Linked DNA regions of Pan troglodytes: region 2 is linked to region 1. The links are chromatin contacts, called in public Hi-C maps. All regions are on one chromosome and are shown on one strand. The core of a region is the stretch at or near the end of the contact, and the rest is flanking DNA. Distances in the headings are between cores, read along the strand shown.

What was found. Hi-C and Micro-C count contacts between places; a contact is called where the count stands out from the background.
Region 2: a Hi-C map of stem cell-derived neural progenitor cells shows a contact between it and region 1, with 2.0 times the contacts expected there. The contact joins two enhancer-like sites. A contact is called at or near these places in 2 of 7 Hi-C or Micro-C datasets (induced pluripotent stem cells and stem cell-derived neural progenitor cells).

Annotation. Positions count from the first base shown.
Region 1 is chr7:136,880,228-136,887,891 of NHGRI_mPanTro3-v2.0_pri, forward strand. No RefSeq gene overlaps it. Among named protein-coding and RNA genes, the nearest start is that of LRATD2, 25 kb to the left of the region's middle. Within about 2 kb of position 1,459, at least 6 of the 24 cell types and tissues checked have an H3K27ac peak or open chromatin away from gene starts, as enhancers often do. A contact at or near this core is called in stem cell-derived neural progenitor cells, where this site is marked.
Region 2 is chr7:136,989,535-136,996,792 of NHGRI_mPanTro3-v2.0_pri, forward strand. No RefSeq gene overlaps it. Among named protein-coding and RNA genes, the nearest start is that of LRATD2, 130 kb to the left of the region's middle. Within about 2 kb of position 5,562, at least 4 of the 24 cell types and tissues checked have an H3K27ac peak or open chromatin away from gene starts, as enhancers often do. A contact at or near this core is called in stem cell-derived neural progenitor cells, where this site is marked.

The DNA of each region.
Region 1 (7,664 bases), core at 209-2,708:
GTGAAGCTCAGTTTGATGGTTCTTCTTCTGGGCTCTCCTGGTGTCTTCCATGTGGCTTAACTGAGGCTGAATGGTCTATGATGCTCTTACTGGCCATGGTCCATTGACGTCTGGCAGTTGGTGCTGGGTATTGGCTGGGCCACCTGTTCCAGTAGGCTAGCCTGGGCTTCTTCACGTGGTGAAGAGGTTCGAACAGCAGCAAGAGAAAAGGTAAGTTTCAATGCCTAAGTGCTTTTCAAGCCTCTACTTGCATCATATTTGCTGATGTCCCACTGGCCCAAGCAAGCCACGTGGCCAAGCCCAGAATCGATGTGGGAGGGAACTATGCAAGGGGGCATTTACAAGGAGACCTACTTTCTCGGGGACCATTATTCTACCAAACCACCACATAAGCCTCAAACCAATGACTTGAATGTCTACAGGGATCTCCTTATCTTGTCATTGCTTTTCTCTGCAAGTCCTCTTCATTCCTTTAGATACACCCCTTTCCCCAGGGTAGGAACCACAGCTGCCCTTTGCCCTAGAAATCACTTTCTCAGCTTCCAACTCAGGTGCTGGGAAGCACACTGACTAGCCTGACATGGTCTGACGCCTGTCCTGAGGCTAAGTAATCGGGATACTATTATCACCAATTTCCACTGTAACTACACGTTTGGATGGGGTTGTAGAAGGAACAGTTTTGGAGCCACCATCCTAAAAATGAGGTGGTGCCCTGGAATAACAAAGACATACTGGCCAGACAAGACCGACAGATGGAGTTAGGGACCATTTGAACAGGAAACGTCACAGACTGTATTTCTGGAGGTTTTTGTTTTGTTAGTTGGTTGAAAGGATCTGGTTTTAAAAAGAATTGAAGCTAGTTTAAATTCAGTTTCTATCATTTTCCAAAACGTTACCTTATTAAACAAAGCTACACATTTGAGTTATTTATTTATTTGTTTTGGAAAAAGATGCAGACTAGCATCTGATGCTGGCCCCAACGGGAAACCTAGCTGGGTGTTCTTTGTGGCCAAATATACAATAGTGTTTGCGTTCTTGTCTCATTCTCCCTTTCCTGAAACTGTGCTGGGAAGACAGAACGGAAAAAGGCATTAATTGGCATTAATTGGCACATCCATCAAGGCCTGAACTGGCACATCAGTCACATCAGGGAGGGTTTGTTTCTTCCTCCAATCCTGTTAGAAGTTTAAGAGCATGCGAAGGATGTTCCACCTCGTGCTCTGTGGATATGTGGGATTTGTGGCAAGCAGAAATGTCTGGGATGGCCTCAGCCACAGGGCCTCTGATAGAGGCCTTTCTGCTGCATCTCATTGAGGTTCCCCATCAATCACCGGCAGTGTCAGGGCCCACCCTTGCCTTAATTTAACTGGGACGAAGGAAAGTAAAGAGAGAGTGCCTGAGAGTGAAGGAATGCTGGCCTTGGGGTATGCGATCCAATTCCATAAATAGCAGAGATTCCTGAAAGGCTTTGAGGCAAGCTCTGAGAGGTAGCCATAGCGATGCGGTACCTCTTGGCTCCCTGCTGCCAGAGAGAGGCTGCTTGCTGTCTCTTCCCAGGGGCCTGTGCTGGCATGCCTGGGCTTATTTCAGAAACTCTCCTAGACACAGCGACTGCTCAGAAGCATACCCTTAATTGGTGGAGCCGGCTCTTCTCTGACTTGGTGCCCTGCAGCATTTCACTGGCACCCTTCTGCCCAGCAAACACTTGCCAGTAATTGTGGGGCCGCCACTGTTAGTTAACAGGCTGTGGTTTGCCTTCAAGGGGTTAGTGAGTTCTTCTTGGGTTCTTTGGTGACAATTAGGGTGTGTTTATCAGCAGGATGCCTGAGGGGTCTTCTGTGACTTTGGAAGATTAAGGCAATCTGACTTCACCTATTCCCAATTCAGAATTCTGGCTTCCTCCTCCCTGCACAACTGGGGCTTGCATCCCCACTGGTCCTCAATGGTATCTTGGGGACCTGGGAAGAGGAAAGTGGGATCTGAGATGTGTCTGTGGGTGCAAAAGTGGGTGGATTAGGACAGCACTCCTACTTCAACTGGCATCCCTGTGTTGTTGGTTTTTTTTTTTTCTGAGACGGAGTCTTACTTTGTCGCCCAGGCTGGAGTGCAGTGGCACTACCTTGGCTCACTGCAACCTCTGCCTCCAGGTTCAAGTGATTCTTGTGCCTCAGCCCCCCAGGTAGCTGGGACTACAGGCATACACTACCACATCCAGCTAATTTTTGTATTTTCAGTAAAGATGGGGTTTTGCCACGTTGGCCTTTGCTAGTCTTGAACTTCCGGCCTCAGGTGATCCCCCTGCCTCGGCTTCCCAAAGTGCTGGGATTACAGGCGTGAGCCACCATGCCCAGCCTGGCATCCCTCTGAGAGACAGGACTAGCTGGATTTCCTAGGCCCTAAGCCTAGCTGGGCAGGTGACTGCATCCGTCTTTATACACGGGGCTTGCAACTTAGCTCACACCTGACTAATCAGCTAGTAAAGAGAGCTCACTAAAATGCTAATTAGGCAAAAATGGGAGGTAAAGAAATAGCCAATCATCTATTGCCTGAGAGCACAGCGGGCGGGACAATGATCAGGATATAAACCCAGGCATTCGAGCCAGCAGCAGCTACCCTCTTTGGGTCCCCTCCCTTTGTATGGGAGCTCTGTCTTCACTCTATTAAATCTTGCAACTGCACACTCTTCTGGTCTGGGTTTGTTATGGCTTGAGCTGAGCTTTTGCTATCTGTCCACCACTGCTGTTTGCCACCATCATAGACCTGCTGCTGACTTCCACCCCTCCGGATCTGGCAGGGTGTCCGCTGTGTTTCTGATCCAGCGAGGTGCCCATTGCCGCTCCCGTTTGGGCTAAAGGCTAGCCATTGTTCCTGCATGGCTAAGTGCCCGGGTTTGTCCTAATTGAGCTGAACACTAGTCACTGGATTCCACGGTTCTCTTCCGTGACCCATGGCTTCTAATAGAGCTATAACACTCACCACATGGCCCAAGGTTCCATTCCTTGGAATCCATGAGGCCAAGAACCCCAGGTCAGAGAACAAGAGACTTGCCGCCATCTTGGGAGCAGCCGCCGCCATCTTGGGAGCTCTGGGAGCAAGGATGAGTTCAAGTGATTCTTGTGCCTAAGCCTCCCAAGTAACTGGGACTACAGGCATGCGCTACCACATCCAGCTAATTTTTGTATTTTTAGTAAAGACAGGTTTTACCATGCTGGCCTTGCTAGTGTTGAAGTTCTGGCCTCAGGTGATCCACCTGCCTCGGCCTCCCAAAGTGCTGGGATTACAGGCGTGAGCCACCATGCCCAGCATCCTTGAACCTGGGAGGCAGAGGTTGTGGTGAGCTGAGATTTTTGGCCACTACCCTCCAGTCTGGGTGACAGGGTGAGACTCCATCTCAAAAACAAAACAAAACAAAACAAAACAAAAAAACACAAGAGTTTATAGTTTACATTAGTATTTGCTCTTGATGTACATTCTCTGAGTTTTGACAAACAATAAAGCTATGTATCCATCATCATAGTATCATACAGAATAGTTTTACTGCCTTAAAAATGTCCTATGCTTGGCCTATTTACCCCTTCCTCCTTCTCTATCAGCTCCTGGCAACCACTGATTTCTTTCCGTCTCCATAGTTTTGCCTTTTATTTATTTATTTTTTTAACTTTATAATTTCAAACTATATTTAAAGACTATGGTAATGCAAACAGGATGGAATGTGCAAAAAATATACAAAAAAACCAATCGAACAGAAACCACTACTGACACATTTCAGACATGATGCAAAAAGAGAATGTAAAAAATAGTTCAACCTAGAGTTTCTCAAAAGTATGCAGATATTTGTGCGTTCCCCAAAACAACGGAAAAGCAGTCAGATTGTGCAGTCTCTTATCTACCATGAGGAGGATTTTTGGCTCTCACTGTAAACTTGAAAGAAGATCACCAAAGGGAAAGTAGAATCCTTAGAGAATTTAAAAGCATAAGACAGAAGATGCCCTGTGAGAAAGCAAAATAAAAAAACTCAGGCTTCCCAGACATTATTTTCTTTGGAACACAGCTTCCCAAATCACATTTTAAGGACTGGCTTTCTCCTTGACCTTTGGACTTCTCATCTGTGTTGTCTGTTGTATTCACTTTTGCTCCCATCCGGCGGGGCTTTGGCTACCATCTCATGTCCCTTCATATTCCAGGGCTCTTTTTTTTTTGACTCCAGTCAAGTGATCAGGTCTGGCTTAGAGACAGCAATACCCAGGAAGACCAGGTTTCTGTAGTCCATTAACGTCGCATTTCCGTATAAATTCCGCTGTGCAGTGTCCAGGCATTGCCACTCCTCCAGAGAAAATTCTATGTCCATAAATGCCAATGGTTCCATTTCTAGGCTTCAAGGGGGTCCTGGCATCTTAGCTGTGGCTCTCCCAATACCTGCTGGTAATGGAGCCACAATGGAGCCACAAAGGCTGGGCCTCTAGGAGCAGTCAGTTTTGCCTTTTCTGCAGTATTATATAATTGCAATTACTTAGCATGTAGACTTTTCACACTGGCTTCTTTCACTTAGCAATTTAACGCTCCTTCATGTCTTTCTGGCTTGCTAGCTCATTTAAGAAAATCATTAATATCCCAGTGTATGGATATACCATCATTTTTTGGATGTAGATTATTAAAAGAGGTTTTCTACAAAAAGTACATTTAAAAATTGTCAGTTTAGTGTTTACGGTTTTCTTTTATGAGGTGGCCAGGATGTGGGATAGGTCAACCTTTATGTCTAGTGCCCATGGAAACAATGTGGGGGTGGAATGAGAATGATTGCTTCATGGAAAAAAAAACAACAACAATACACACACACACACACACACACACACACACACACACCCCATCCATTTAAAATGGCTGGTATTAGAGGAAGAATAATGGATCAAGAACGAGGATGTGACTCAGTATGATTTAGCAGAGACTGAAAATTTGTTCATTCATTCATCACTAATTTATTCATTCAACACTGATTTACAGAACACCTGACTCTATGACGTCATACTTGGCCCTAGGAATGGAATAATGAACACAGCAGATAAATGGAACTGATAAATGGAACTTTCGAGAGAGTCAGGCATTCGCCAAAGAGTCACACTAATGAATATGTAATTACAATTGGAGTAAAGTGCTCGGAAGGAAGGAAAACTTGGCCTCTCTTGGAGGGTCAAGGAAAGTTCCTAGAGGAAAGGGCACTTGAGCTGAAATCTTAAGGTTGATCAAAAGTTGACTTCGAGGATGGAAGAAGTTGCTGGACCTGTGATTGGTTCAACCAGCATCTTGCTTAACAGCCCCTTCTCCATTGTCTTCTCCATGGGGCAACTCTATTGTGGAATGCAGCTCTTCTTAGAATAACTGAAGCATACGGTGGTTATTATCCTCTAATACCAACCCAAATTGCTGCCAAAGTATCTCCAAGCAATACAGGAAGACAAAAGGGCAATAGTTAATGAAGCTCTATTTATTTATTTATTTATTTTGCTACATCCTCTGTTTCCAATTTCCTCCAACACATATTCTGAGCAGTTATGATGTTTCAAATATGGGGTTTTTAAAATTAAATGAAATATGTAGTCTGTCTTTGAGTCAACATATAATTGCATAATGCACTCTCTTGATGGCAGCTCTCCCAGGGTCCTCTGGGGACATCCATGTGTCTGTTCATCCCGCAATATATATTGAGTGCTGTGTGCTGGGCCAGGGACGTGGGGATGAAAGAGACACATGATCCACCTACAAGGACCTTACTTTCTAGTGCAGGGGACAACCTGTAAACGTAATTCAGTGCAGTGAGCTCTAAGAAAGAGACGAGAGGTAATAGAACTGTTTGGAAGAAGGCACTGTGGAAAGGCCTTGCCTAAAATCTGTTTTGCTTTAAGCAGAGGAAGTAGACCTCTTCCTATTTTACAGGAAAATCATTTATGGAAATGTATGTAACTGTTTTAGCTAAAATATTCTCTTCCACTTAATCTGAAGCCTGAGATGATAAATTTCTCACTGTGGAAGAAGCTTCAGTGTCCCAGCATTAAATAAAGATCATTCAGCTTCCCAAAGTGGAAGTCAAAAGCCAATATGCAGAGGTCAGTCTAGCTCAGATGCAAGCCACATTGTTATTTATTTCTTGCTGTGGATTCTCTTGGTGTCTTGTGAAAAAAAAGTAGATATTTGGGGAACTTAAGTATCCCGGATTTTTCTTTTGAACTAAAGTCAACCACTGTCTGCCCTTGCTATGTTTGGTTGTTTTAAGTAAGGCTCTGTCTCAATGGCGTCACCTCTAGGCTCAGCCAGGGCAATTAGAGAAATGCCTCTGGGGCCTTGGAATGCATTTCCAAACAGGATTTGAATGTGGGTGAGATCTGACAGCTCCTCACAGCCTCTTGGTACCAGCAGATGTTCTGTCCCAACAACACAGGCTGACTCCAGGATGAGAGGGCAGCAGGTTCAATGAAAATGCCCGTCTTCCCTCCCCTCCTTCCATCTGCCTTATAAAGAGGTTGACAGGTGGGCATTGACAGTGGCAGCAAACCACCCACACCGTTTAGTTCTGCCCACTGCACTTTTCCACGAGGAGTCCCTCAAGGATGCAGCTCCCAGGCCTCCCAGCTTGTCTGCCTTGTCCAGAACTGTTTTTTGCTGCTCAGTGTAGCAGCTAAAAACTTGAGCTCTGGATTTTGACAAATCTGGCTTTGAAATCCAGCTTTGCTGCTAACTAGCTGTGGGGCCTTACACAAGTTGCTTTATTTCCCTGAATTGCCTATAAAATGGGTATAATAACAGTACCTATATATCAGGATCCCAATAGGAAATAGGAACAAATTATAAATGTGTAGAAGTGGTTGAGAAAACCACGAAAGACAGTGAGATACCCAGGGTTAGAGCAGCAGATCTGTTGGCTTTCTCTAAGCCAATATCTAAGAGGGGAGATAGAAATTACAGGAACCCAGAGAGGACAAGAGGTACTTAGAAAAGCCCTCTTTGAGAAAAGCCATGGCTTTTATCAGAAATGACCTTACAGAGGGGAAATCTGACCTTATTTTACTTTCTTTCTCCAAAATCCTGCTCTCCTGAAGCTCCCTGCTGGTCAAACCCAACACAAAGCCAGAGGGCATGGGAGCAGGTGATACAATCTGTACAGAGCAGCCTCCCAGGGTAGAGTGAGACAAATGGAAAAGGGTGGAAATGGCTGTGGGGGGCAAGTGGAAGACATCCAGCACAAACCAACTCACAGCCTTGCTGAGCTGATTAAATAATGTAATGACATTAAGGGCTTAGCACATTTCCTGTCACCAAGTATTTAATGAAAGTTAGCTATGACTATTAGCATTGCTGTTTGCTGGATCTAAGTGAGTTGTCAATGCTTAGGGTTAAGGACATGAAGCAGGACTTAACTGGAACAACAGAGGGCCGTACATGTGGCCCCCACACAAGCCCAGGTAATGACAAGTCTGTGCTTCTTTTGGTATCAAAATAAAATTAGGTTTGCGGCCGGGTGTGGTGGCTCATGCCTGTAATCCCAGCCACTTTGGGAGGCCGAGGTGGGTGGATCGTTTGAACTCAGGAGTTTGAGACCACCTGGGCAACAAGGCAAAACCCTGTCTCTACGAACAACAACAACAAAAAAACCCCACAAAAATTAGAAAAAT
Region 2 (7,258 bases), core at 4,312-6,811, 110 kb after region 1:
TTCATTCTTTCCCCACTGATTGACTGTATTCAAATATCAAAATGGCCACAGATCTGTTTCTGAAGTCTCTGTTTTATACCATTGGTTATTTTTATCTGTTAATAGGCAACTGCCACACTGTTTTAATTGTTATAAATTTCTTATAAAGTTTGATATCTTATCCTATAAATCATATTTGTCATAGATATTCTTGACACTTTTCTTGTACAAATAAATGTTAGAAACAGCTTGTTTTGTAAATAGCTTTTTGTGATTTTGATTAGAATTGCATTTAATCTTAGATCAATTTCAGGAGAATTGACATTGCAATAATGTTGGGGTTCTCCATTCATAAATATGGTTATCACCAATTCATTTAGATCTTTTTAAATGTACTTACAAAGTTTTGTAAATTTTTTCTTAAAGAACTTGCAAATCGTATACTAGAAATGGCATTTTAAGCACATTTTAAGCCTTCAATTTCTTATATAACAATCGTATAAGATAGCAATTGATTTTTTAATCAACCCCTTTTTCTTCAACTTTGATGTGCTTTTTATTAATTCCAATGGTTTGAAATATTCTGAGATTTTCCACTTAAATTATCTTATTGTCTGTTAAAAGCAATGGTTTTGGCTGGGCACAGTGGCTCACACCTGTAATCCCAGCACTTTGGGAGGCCAAGGCAGGCGGATCATGAGGTCAGGAGATCCAGACTATCCTGGCTAACACGGTGAAACCCTGTCTCTACTAAAAACACAAAAACTTTATCCGGGCGTGGTGGCGGGTGCCTGTAGTCCCAGCTACTCAGGAGGCTGAGGCAGGAGAATGGTGTGAACCCGGGAGGCGGAGCTTGCAGTGAGCGGAGATGGCGCCACTGCAATCCAGCCTGGGCGACAGAGTGAGACCTCATCTCAAAAAAAAAAAAAAGCAATGATTTTGTTTTTTCCTTTCTGATCTTTATTCTTTTCTATTTTTTTGTCTTATTGTTCTGGCTAGAATATTCATTACAGGGTTTAATGGAAATCACAGAAGATATTCCTGACATATTCCTAATGTTTTATTATAAAGTATGATGTTTCTGTAGGTTTATGGTGGATATTCTTTATTAGAACTTTATTTTCCTTCATAACACTTTATAAAATTTGACTATGTAATTATTTTTGACTATATAATAATTAAAACATAATATTTGCAGATTACTTTTGTAAGTACTTGTTTAATGATCACTTCTGTCTAATTTTGTTGCTGGAACATAAATAGGTTTAAGGAACTATTTAATAAAGAAATGAGTGCACCCTTAACTTGATCACCTTACACCTCTAATGAAGTTCTGGTAAAGTTATTTCCCCAGTCTTATCCCCTGCCTTACGCTGTGATGTTAAATTCATAGTTGAAAGAGGCCTTGGACATTATTTATTCTAAACCACTCATGTTTCAGATTGGAAGTCTGCAAATCAGAGAAGTTAAGTGACTTCCCTGAAGTTACTCAGACTGAGGTCTCAAGAAGGCTTTTATGGTCCTTCTTGAGATGACCCCTATCTACTTAAACAACTTCATGTTTCAGATACTCTTATCTTACGTTTCTATGCGTGACTTCAGTATGTCATGCTCTCTCTTTCCTGAATCTTCATACTTGTTTTTCCTTTTTCTGGAACAATCTCCTCATACCCACCCACCTTCCCTCACCTACTTCCTTCTGATCTCAGGTCTTAGTAAAAATATCACTTGCTCCAGAAAGTCTCCCATGACATGCTCACACTTGGAGTATCTATAAAACCTATACTTCTCCCATCATAGCATTTATTTCCTTTTAAGCTATCACTTTCAAAATTATCTACTGACTTACTGGACTTAAGAATTCTGTGCAGAAAGTCACCGCACCAATCTTGCTCACACTTTTATTCCCAGTACCTAGCCCAGTTTTCAGTGCTTAATAGGCCAGCAATGAATGCACTTTCAGTGAATTTATATATTTTCCTTTATAAGAATAAAAGGTCTCTGCTTTTATTAGACTGATAAATATTCAAAACTCTGGTTGGAGATAAAGGCAGCCCTTGCTTGATATGGTAAATGTGTATCTGAAGAAGTAAATTGAATTACTTTTAAATGTTCTAAAAGAGATTGCTATTTAAAGGGTTTATTTAGTGGATCTTTTCATGAAGCAAAAAATGTAATTTTAAAAGTAAGCATTGCTTACCCTTTTAGCCTCTAAGACTATTGGAGCTTGTAGAGCCTCGGGGCGTTGACGGCATCTGCCTATGGCTGAGGGGGATGGAAGTAGCAGTTCTTGCTGGATGTGGGAGAAGATGAAACAAAATGTTTGAACATTAACCTCACTGGCATATTTTTGCAAAACATTTATGAGACAGATTTTTGACCTCTCGATAGAAATCAAGGATGCCAATCCCATTTACAGATGAGGGAACTGGGAGATCTTGCCCTTTTGCTTTGAAGAAATCTAGTATGGATAGGTAGTCCCCAAATCACCACATCACAGAATATCAGGATTGGAAGACATTTCTGAGATCAACTGGTCCAATCCCCATGGTAGAAATTTCCTCTCCTCTCCCCTCTCCTCCCCTCCCCTCGTCTCCTCTCCTCTCCTCTCCTCTCCTTTTCTTTCCTTCTTTACCTTTATTTTCTTCCTCCTTCCCTTTCTTCCTCCCTCCTTCCCTCTCTCTTGGTTAGGCTGAGTAGGTTTATTTTCTTTACAGTTATAGCGGCCTTTTCAAGTCCACATGTCACACACTTCCATGCACCATTTCTTTTCATATGTCAGTTCCTTCAACACTTCTGCCTTTCTTCCTCTATTACCTGGGAAGCCCATATTCACCCTTCAGAAATCTGCTCACATTAGTATTACAAAACTTTCCTCAGCATCGGCAGGCAGGGTAAGTCATTCTTTCTTCTTGTTTCTATCACAGGGGCATCCTGCATTGTGGTTTCTATAACTCCCAGACCCGGGCCCCTTCACTTCTCTTCATGTTCCACTGCTAATTGGCAGATCTTCCTAGTCCTTTTCTCACATATTCTTCAGAGAGGGACTCTGGTTGATGACTGTGGATTGACCCTCAGTGCTCAGATTTCACCTTGAGTTGATGTGCTGTCCCCTGTCCTCAGGAAGCTCTTCTATTCTTGTGCATCTTAATATAACTGTGCCTAACACTAGAATGAGTGTACCTCAAGTGCTTGCAACATACAATGAATGAATGATGGTCCCTGTGGGGAAATAAAAAAAACCTCGAAATTATGATTTTCTTTAAATTTAAAGTTTTGTTTGTGGAAAAGTCTTTGTATACATTAGTTAGAAATTAACACAAGTAATAAAGAAAAGTTATGATAGATGATACTCATACAAATAAAATATTGCCATCCTTACGAAACTAAAAACTAAAAAAAAATGCAATAAAATAAAGTTCTACAATTATTTGTACTCATTATCAGTGAAACCAATTGTAGTAGAAGAAATCTATGACTCTAACAATTTTTCTGGGATCTCTTTTTTATTCAACTTGATAAATTGTTTTGTCCCCAACTACAACTATGTGGTTATAGTGGCAACTTCTGGTCTGAGGACTTCAGCTGGTTGATGGGGGTGGAAAATGTATCATAAGTTAAACCCAATCAAATTTTGTATTTTGACTTTTGTGGGGAGAGTCTGTGTGAGGGGTTGGGACACAGTCCTTTTTGGGTAAAGTTAAAAGAGATGAGTTCTGTGAGTCTCTAGCCACCATATTTTGTCCATGTTTGCCCTCTGCCAAAAAGGATCAAGTGTACCTGAGAGACAAAAGATGACCCAACCCCGAGAGAAAGAAGCAGAGATGAGATGTGGAGGTTTCCTGGAATGTTTGAGTGCTTCCAATTGTTTCTGAGACTACCTGCAGCTCAGCCCTTTATGCATTTAAATGAAGTTTCCAATCATTTACTTTTGTTTTAAAGCTAAACCCAACTCAAGTTGAGTTTTTGTCACTTGCTACCAATTGTCTTTATACAGTATAGTTTCACAGATGCCAATAATACTGCTGCGTATCAAGGACAGGGTACTGGTTATGCCTGATCTCATTTCACAGCAATCTCTATCTATTTCTCACCAACTCAAGAACACATTTGAGAACACAAGATTACCACTTATTTGTATAGCAGTTGTATTCGTCTGTTTTCACGCTGCTGATAGAGCATGAAAATTTGCAAAGGAAAGAGGTTTACTGGACCTACGGTTCCACATGGCTGGGAGGCCTCACAATCATGGTGGAAAGCAAGGAGGAGCAAGTCACATCTTACATGGATGTCAGCAGGCAAAGGGCTTGCACAGGGCAACTTTTTTTTTTTTTTTTTTTGACAGAGTTTCGCTCTGTCGCCTTGGCTGGAGTGCAGTGGCACGATCTCAGCTCACTGCAACCTCCACCTCCCTGGTTCAAGTGATTCTTCTGCCTCAGCCTCACGAGTAGCTGGGACTACAGGCGAATACCACCATGCCTGGCTAATTTTTGTATTTTTAGTAGAGACAGGGTTTCCCCATACTGGCCAGGCTGGTCTCGAACTCCTGACCTCATGATCTGCCTGCCTCAGCCTCCCAAAGTGCTGAGATTACAGGTGTGAGCCACTGCGCCCGGCCTGCACAGGGAATCTTTTCAAACCATTTTAAAAACCATCAGATCTTGTGAGACACATTCACTATCACAAGAACAGCACAGGAAAGACCCACCCCCACAATTCAGTCATCTTCCACTGGGTCCCTCCCACAACATGTGGGAATTATGGGAGCTACAGGATGAGATTTGGGTGGGGACACAGAGCAAAGGCATATCAGCAATTTTAGATACATATTAAAATTGAGTGGGAGGTATAGAGATTTCCCATGTATACCCTGTCCTCCACAGATGCATAGCCTTGCTCATTCTCAACATCCCCCACCAAAGTAGTATGTTTATTGCAATGACAAACCTGCATTGACACATCATCATCACCCAGAGTCCACAGTTTACATCAGTTTCACTCTTAACATTGTACATTGTATGAATTTGGAAGAATGTGTAATGACATGTGTCCATCATTTTAATACCATACAGAGTAGTTTCACCGCCCTAGAAATTCCCTGTTCCCTACCTATTCATGTCTCCTTCTCCCCTAACCCCTGGCAACCCTTGTTCACTTTACTATCTTCATAGTTTCGCCTTTTCCAGAATGTCATAGAGTTAAAATCATATAGTATGTAGCCTTTTCAGATTGGCTTCTTTCACTTAGAAAAATGCATTTACATTTCCTCCATCTCTTTTTATGGCTTGATAGCTCATTGTTTTTTTCAGTACTGAATAATATTCCACTGGCTAGATGGACTAGTTTATTAATCCATTCGCCTACTGACATATTACTTTTTAAACATCCATGATTGATCATGATAAGCCATTATGCTGTGTCAATAATGGTTTAGATCTTGTAATTTACTATATGCGATAACCTGGGCTAAATCACTTCATTTATCTTTCATGGACTGTATTTCCTCTGTAAAGTGAAGTGTGGTGATTAGATGTCCTCTGTCTCCAAGAACAAGCTTCCATGGTTATGTGAGAGAGTCTTCAAAAGTGAACAAAGGTTCTGAATCTAAACCATGGATTATCAATGGTCAGGAATGTTATCCTCCAGGGCTGAGGTTGTGGAGGATGTACAAAAAAGGAATCTGGAATATTTGACTTTTAAAGCTTTGCAAGATTCCCTCCCAATCCTCGCCCAATTTGATGTACCCAGTGCTGGATCCCAGGAGAAATTTTGAAATAAACACAATTTCTGGTTAAAAGAATAGTCCTGGAGCCAAACTGATGTGGAGGAAACAGGCTCTGTGAATCGTAAAACCAGATGGGACAGGCTTTCTGGGCTCACACTCATGCTGCTGTGGCCTCCTGGTGTATCTCCCTGCATTTGTTCTCTTCATTCCAGTTTATCCTTTGCACGGTTACCAGGGCGATGTTTCTGAAACAACAAATCCGATGGCAACATCATTTCTGCTTAAAATTCTTCAGAGATTGCTTTTTGTCTCCAGGATAAGCCCAAACCTCTTAACATGGCATTCAAAGCTGCAAGTCCCCCTCACCATTCCTGCTGCTCACCACTCCCCACCTCCTCATACCTCAGGCTTGCAGGGCATACCCAACCGTTTTCTGCTTACAAATGACTAGGCTCTTCTTCACCTCTGCACCTTTGAAAAGGCTGTTTCCTCTGCTTGAGCCACTGCTCCTCCTCACCACCCTCCTCTCCATGCCCTGCCTGGGAAGCTATTCATCTTGCATCGCTGCTACAATAGTACTTTCCCAACAGAGCAATCCCTCACCCTCTCCTCTCTCAGACATTTAGTCTCTGACTCTGGTTTCACACTTCCCCTGGTTTATAGCATTTATTTATTTGCATCTCTGTCTCCCTGCTTGTCTGTCAGCAACTGGGAGAGCCTGGTTCATAGTAGGTAGTCAGAAATGCTTATTGATCGCATCAGCAGAGGTAAATAGATGCATCTGAGCTACAGAATGAACCTAATTGTCTTCTTATTTATGCAAAGAGGAGCAGATTAAAAATTAACAAACATATCCATTCCCCAAGAAAATCTCATAAAGAAGCATCAAAAAATGCCAAGCGTTTGGCCTTGGGGGTCATAAACCAGGCCCAGAATATATGTTTGTTTTGTTTTGTTTTGCTTTCTCCAAACTGCTGGGGCCAATGACTTGTTGAAGCTGAACTATTTGGCTGAATTAGTAATGACTGTGCTTCACCTGGTGAAAATCAAAAGGCTGCAAATAAGTGCTGTGTCGTGAGTGTTAGCAGTGCTTTCTTACAAGCAGGATTTATGAAAATCTTAAAGGACTGAGGAAGAGCCACACTTATAGTGTGCGTGATATTCAGGTAATATTTTCAGAAGGGTTAGAGCACTTCTATCAGTCATTCTGACGCCGGATTTGATGGCCTGCGCCCTCTTCTTGCTACCTTCTTGTGTGATACACAGATAAGATATGGATTGGAAAAGAATAAGAAGATGTTCCATGGCTCTGAAAAGAGGACCATGTATCTGACCTAAATTAGTCAAATCACTTCACTGCACTTTCCTCCTGACACCCTGGGTTGGGCTGGGTTTCCTCAGCTCTGCTCTCACAGAATTACACATCTCTCCATTTTAGCGGTATGCTCAGTTTGTCATGGACATTTGCTTATTGTTTTGCTTAGTGCAAGCATTTGCTTATTGTTTTGCTATTCCAGCAGACAGGAAGAAACATGTGGACAAGGACTACATTCT